Linked DNA regions of Zea mays: region 1 is linked to region 2. Evidence: chromatin contacts called from public Hi-C data. All regions are on one chromosome and are shown on one strand. Each heading gives the region's core, a stretch centred on a gene start, on an enhancer-like site or on the middle of the called end of the contact. The rest is flanking DNA. Distances are from core to core; before and after follow the strand shown.

Region 1 (3,341 bases), core at 686-3,185, 240 kb before region 2:
CCTTTGACCACTGCGTCCCGTCCCATCCTCTCCAGTGGGCCCCGCTTGGGGGCAGGATAGCTAGAAAAAAATAATGACACAACCCGTAGACAGGCTAGGCTGGTGCGCCCCACTAGGCTTGACGCCTTGACCTCTGCACAGAAGGCAGGTCCCGTCCATTTATTGCGCTTTGTTTAAGCGGGACGATGAGCTGTCCCGCCCGCGGACAAGTGCGCCGCATTTATTAAAAAATAAACTCGGGGGTCAATGGTCCGTCCGTCCGTCGTCGAAACTGCTTTCCTAACCACGCCCGAGGATACGATTTCTACTACTACTCGTTTATTACTGCCACAGCCGCGACAGATCTGGATGGTCAGCAGACACGATCCCCGTCTGATTTCGAGCGCTACTACTATTTTCCTGAGCCAGAAAAAAAAAAGAACCACAGAAACGGATCCAGCACCGATCGGGGGGTTACGAGAGAACCAAGTCGTTTCGTCGAAGGTGTCCTCTCCCTCTTCTTTCTACAACAACCTTGTTCGTTTGTTTTTTTTTTTACACGGGCGTCAGATCGAGCGGTGGGGATCAGCTCAAAATGAAGAACGAAGAAGCTAATCCTAGGCTCTAGACTAGACAAGCCCGTTGTTGCCGGCGGAGACGGCGGCGGCGGCGGAGGCGGGCACCGGCGACGCGGCCGCCAGGGGGCTGGGCGCGGGCGCGGGCGCGCCCGGCGTGTGGCGGTGCTCGCCCTCGTACGTCACCACCAGCATGGCCGGGTCGTCGGTGGCGCGCTCCACGTGCTTCCTCGCCGGGCACCCGCGCACGGTGCTGCACTTGTAGTAGCCCCTGGATTGGAAACCAGATGGCGGCGAGAGAAGAGTCAGATTCGTCGGCGCGGATAGTCGGAGACGACGGTAAAGAAGAGCCGAGCGCCGAGCGGGCGAGCGATGCCGACAGGTCCGTAGGAGGAGATTGGATTTTACAGACGACTTACCGTGGGTAGGGGGAGCCCTTGATGGGCTTCTGGCCGTACTTCCTCCACGAGTACTCGTCCGGCGGGATGTCCGCGATCTTGGCGCTGATCGCCGGCACTCTGATGGTCCTCTTCACGCGGTTTTTCCTGTCAATCGAAAACAATTAAGGCAGCGGCCAGGGTTAGAAGATGACAAGTGGTGTCTTCCTTTTGTTGGTGTTGTTGTTGTTTGTGAGCAAGCCTTTAATTAGCTTGGAGACATCGGCGTTATTTTACCTTCTCTTGGAGCAGTGGCAGCGGCTGCCGTTGGTGGTGGCCTCGGAGTGCGCGCCGGCGCAGGGCTTCCGCTTGTGGCCGGACAGCGGCGGCTTGCCGGAGGACACCAGGCTGCGGCCCTTGGACACGCTGCCCTCGCCGGCCGTGACCGAGGAGAAGAAGGACGTGGAGGTGACGGACGTGGCGCCGCCCGACACGGCCAGGTTCGGCTTCGTGAAGTCCAGGGTCAGGCTCTGGGGCTGCGCCGCGCCGACGGGAGCCACCACGTGCGCCACGGGGAGAGCGGGAGCGGAGACGGCCGGAGGAGGCACCGGTGGCGGCGCCTCGACCACGGGCCCGCGCCGGAAGCGGGCGTGGCCGGTGCGGTCCAGGATGGAGATGACCTTGCGGAACCTGGAGACGGCCTGGTCGGCGATCTCGCCGATCGGCGGCTGCGAAGGCGGCTTCTGCAGCTGGTGAGCCGCGGCCCTGTGCGGCGCGGCGGCCTGCGTGGACAGCGACGACACGAGGAGCTCCAGGCTGCGGAGCCCCGCCGCCGCCGCCTCCTGGATGGCGAGCTGGTCGTTGGCGCGGCGCGGGGCGTAGCACCCCATCAGGTCCACGGCCATGGGAGCCAGCCGGTGCTTTGCTTTGCTTTGCTTTGATTTGCTTCGCCGCGGCGCAGATCTTGGCTTGCTCTGCGTGGGGACTTTCTTTGATTGAGGAGAATTGGGTCGGGAAGGGAGGAGGTGGAGGTCGGAAGGGATGCCGCGGACCGGCTTTATAGGTGGAAATGGTGGGGAGAGCTGAGCAGGGGAGGGGGGAGGAAGATGCGAGTCAATGGGTGCTGCTGCTTTTTTCTGGAGCAGCCCGTTGGATTCCTACAAATATCGATGTGGTCACGCCTTCGCCACTTTGGCCAGTTCTGGCGTCTCTCTCTCTTTATTATTGATTTTTTTAGGTCCACTTTTAGATCTCGGGTAGTGGTACTAAAAAAAGGTTGATAAACAAACATAACAAGCATTCGTAAGCTAACAAAAATCATATGTGTTGTGTTGGTCCGTGGTGGAGTATATTAACACCCTGGCCTCTCCAGATCTCTTGAATCGCTTCCCCAATAATTGAGACAAAGATGGGGTGTTCTGTGTAAAATGCTCAAATACGTCGTATGTGTGTGAATGATGGTGACGTCTTGGCCATCCATGAGATAGGTAGTGGACTTTGGAGATAAGAAGAAAAATTCAGTTTTCTAAGCCTTTATTTCCAGCATCGCACCCATATGTGTCTTTGCTTCGAAGTCAACTACGGGGGAGGGCAATAATGATGCGCACAAGTATTTTAGACGATAAATTAAACTAGGGAGTAAAATAGTAGTAATGGGCATGATTAAAAAAAAGGCGCACCATTTCTCGCTTTAGCGGTGTCCCTTGGAGATGTTGTTATCTACTCCTATCTCCTTATTTTTTGTTTTTTCTAATGGTCTGGGCCGGGTAGAGGAATTTGCACGCCTGCTTTGAGAACTTTCGCGCGTCTCCGGATCCTTTATGCATCTTTTTTTTTATATCGCGTTGACGAAGTGTGCTAGAGAGCTGGCATATCTTCTCGCGTGATCGGGAGGAGTTGAACCATCTCCGACACTTATGGGCCGCTTAACCTATCGCGAGCAGTGGACGGACGAGTCTTTCTTTCCCCTCTCCCTTTTCATATTTAAATATATACAAAAAAAAGCTGACGGGCGATCTGCGCGCTTGATTCTGAATAATACAATTTGGTTTGACAACTACGCTAGGCAAAGCGTTTACACGTCCGAACCGTCAATTATAACATGTAAGAGCATCTCCAACAATGCCTCAAACTAGTGCCTCAAATTGAAATATAGGGCTCTACACAAGAAAAACTACTCCAACAGTGCCTCAATTCAATAAATTTTGTCAAAAAACTATAGGGCACCTTCTCAAGTGCCTCAAATATACTACACCGTAGTGGGCTGCCCTATAATCTAGATTTAGGGCTTTACTGTTGGAGCGAAGTGTTTTGTTGGTGTCCTAAATTCTATAAAATTTACTTATTTTTAAATTATAAGATATTTTTATAGGTCACGTTGTTGGAGATGCTCTAAGCCTAGCCAAGTGGC
Region 2 (2,981 bases), core at 451-2,950:
CGACCCAGGGCTCGGACTCGGGCTAAGCCCTGGAAGATGGCGAACTCCGCTCCGCCCGACCCAGGGCTCGGACTCGGGCTAAGCCCCGGAAGACGGCGAACTCCGCTCCGCCCGACCCAGGGCTCGGACTCGGGCTAAGCCCCGGAAGACGGCGAACTCCGCTCCGCCCGACCCAGGGCTCGGACTCGGGCTAAGCCCCGGAAGACGGCGAACTCCGCTCCGCCCGACCTAGGGCTTGGACTCGGGCTAGGCCCCGGAAGACGGCGAACTCCGCTCCGCCCGACCTAGGGCTCGGACTCGGGCTCAGCCCCAGAAGACGACGAACTCCGCTTCGCCCGACCCCAGGGCTCGGACTCCGCCCTAGCCTCTGCCGAACAACCTCCGCCTCGCCCGACCCAGGGGCTCGGGCTCGGCCTCGGCCATGGAAGACAGACTCGACCTCGGCTTCAGAGGAGCCTCCACGTCGCCCGACCTAGGGCACAGGCCCGCCACGTCAACAGGAAGCGTCATCATCACCCTACCCCGAGCCGACTCGGGCCGCAGAGAACAAGACCGGTGTCCCATCTGGCTAGCTCCGCCAGATAGGCAATGATGGCGCCCCGCTAGCCCTGTGACGACGGCGGCTCTCAGCTCCCTTACGGAAGCATTGGGACGTCAGCAAGGACTCAACCGCTCCGACAGCTGTCCCTCCGCCAGGCTCCGTTGCTCCTCCGACAGCCACGACATCACACCAGCAGGGTGCCAAGATCTCTCCGGCTGCCACATTGGCATGTACTTAGGGCGCTAGCTCTCCCCCCGCTAGACACGTAGCACTCTGCTACACCCCCATTGTACACCTGGATCCTCTCCTTACGCCTATAAAAGGAAGGACCAGGGCCTTCTTAGAGAAGGTTGGCCGCGCGGGGGCGAGGACGGGGCAGGCGCTCTCTTGGGGCCGCTCGCTTCACTCACCCGCGTGGACGCTTGTAACCTCCTACTGCAAGCGCACCCGACCTGGGCGCGGGACGAACACGAAGGCCGCGGGATTTCCACCTCTCTCACGCCCGTCTCCGGCCACCTCGCTTTCCCCCCTTCGCGCTCGCCCACGCGCTCGACCCATCTGGGCTGGGGCACGCGGCACACTCACTCGTCGGCTTAGGGACCCCCGGTCTCGAAACGCCGACATATAGAAAACTAGCAATGTACGGGACAACTAACTAAATAGTTGATTATGCTCAATAGTTGATCAAACATAGCCTAGATGATGAAAAAAAACACCATTTATTTTTGCGAAAAAGGACCAGAAAACACTAACACTGCTTCACGAAAAGCAGACAAAAAAAAACTCTCAAAAAATGCGCAGGCAACAGGATGGCCGCTTGTCAGTGTCAGCCTCTCCATGGGTCCACTCACTCGACTACTGCCGGCACATTATCGGGCAGGAAATTCGGTGGTGGGGGCGGTCCTGGGCCTTCGTTTGAGCGGGTCCCGTGCCGGGCCATCTCCCCCTCGAGCCGTCGGATTCTGCGCGCGCCCAGCCGCCCAATCCGATCCGACGGCTCCCACACGACCTGCCCCCGCGGGCCCGCCGCCGTCCCTTCCTGCCCGCCACGCCGGCTTCGTCTCCGTCGCCTGTCGCCTCCGCAACCCCCTCCCTCTGTGGCTTGCTTCTTCTTGGCCATGCGTATATAACAACTCCCACCACTCGTGATCTCCTCTTATCGCTCCCTCCCAATTCCTCCCCTCGATTCTCCGGGTCGATCCGGTCGCTGTCCGGCCCGGTTCCAGTGGAGGAGAATCGCCCGGTTTGAAGGAAAGGCTTGGAAAGGAAGGTCGGTCATGGCCGCTCTTTCTCCTTCTTCTTCCTCGTGTTATTTATGTTCTTGTCATGCTACCCGTCGTTTCTTTTACAACCTTTTCGGGTCTGGTTTGGTGTTCTTTGGTTGCTCGTGCCACAGTATGAAACTGGCCTACGAGTTTGCAGTTCACCTTTGAAATTCAGGGTGGTTCTTTCGCGCCTTTCTCGTTCACTTCTTCCGTAGCGACTGCCTGTGCGAGCTGTAGGCGCTGCAAGTTTGGGAATACATACCTGTTACCATCGTGATCGATCGCGCGATAGGTTTTATTGGGTCTTTGAAGATTTGATGGTCCACGAAAGTTCTGGTTTTTTTTTCTTTTGTCTCTGCAATCCAATTCCCTTTCATTTACTATATCAAACTTCCTCTGCTTTTTTTTTCTTATCGCAAAAGAAAGAACGAAAAACTTGCTCTGTTTTCTTCCCCGGATACAGGTCAAAGTCTATCCTCTGAAAGACGGAATCGTTTTCTGCTGCATGTTTCGGTTGCTTCGACTGTCTGAAACCAGCAACTTTCTTTCTCATGCTTTTTTTTTCTCACTTACAAGACAAAGATAATATTTTTCTTATGCGATAAGACAGTTACGATCCCATGGAATCCGTATGTGTCAACCGTCGGGTGCCTCCTACTCCCTCTGTGAATGTCGTTTTAACTTTTTTTTATTAAATTTTGACTGGCTCGGCTTATTAAAAAAAAAAACTCATCATTATCATTTATTTTCATTTTGATTTAGTTTATCATATAGCTTACTTTAACTATGAATTGGATTTTTCTATATTTTCACAAATATTCCGAAAAAGACAAACCGGTCAAAGTTGATGTCAAAAAAAAAATCAAACGACAAATTAATAGTCTCTAAAATTCCCGTAAAGCAAAATCAGTACACCTTTCGGTTTTGGTACATTATTGTGTTGTGTTGTGTCGTGGTATGCAGGCTTGACCAAATTGACCTTTCAGGATAGGAATAATTTCAGACAGGAAGGGGAAAAGGTTGCTAGTACAGCAAATTCGTTTGGGCGCTTTGGTTGTGCTATGAGCAGGCACATATATATCTAGACTGATTATAATAGGTAAACGGATCACCTGACTAATTTGGTTTACTTTGAAGAATTAGAATCTACCTAATAGATTAGACCGTTTGACTTA

The links. Hi-C and Micro-C count contacts between places; a contact is called where the count stands out from the background.
Region 1: a contact with region 2 is called in a Hi-C map of bundle sheath, with 1.8 times the contacts expected there. The contact joins the promoter of LOC100501518 here to the promoter of LOC100285033 in region 2. A contact is called at or near these places in 5 of 25 Hi-C or Micro-C datasets (bundle sheath, ear, endosperm and 2 more).

Annotation. Positions count from the first base shown.
Region 1 is chr10:143,507,449-143,510,789 of Zm-B73-REFERENCE-NAM-5.0, reverse strand. LOC100501518 reads right to left here and starts at 1,935. Exons shown (of 3, transcript NM_001357710.1): 1 at 1,229-1,935; 2 at 974-1,099; 3 at 470-825. The coding sequence starts at 1,836. The coding sequence ends at 609.
Region 2 is chr10:143,263,666-143,266,646 of Zm-B73-REFERENCE-NAM-5.0, reverse strand. It overlaps LOC100285033 (zinc finger, C3HC4 type family protein), which reads left to right and starts at 1,700. Exons shown (of 6, transcript NM_001157928.1): 1 at 1,700-1,811; 2 at 2,793-2,905.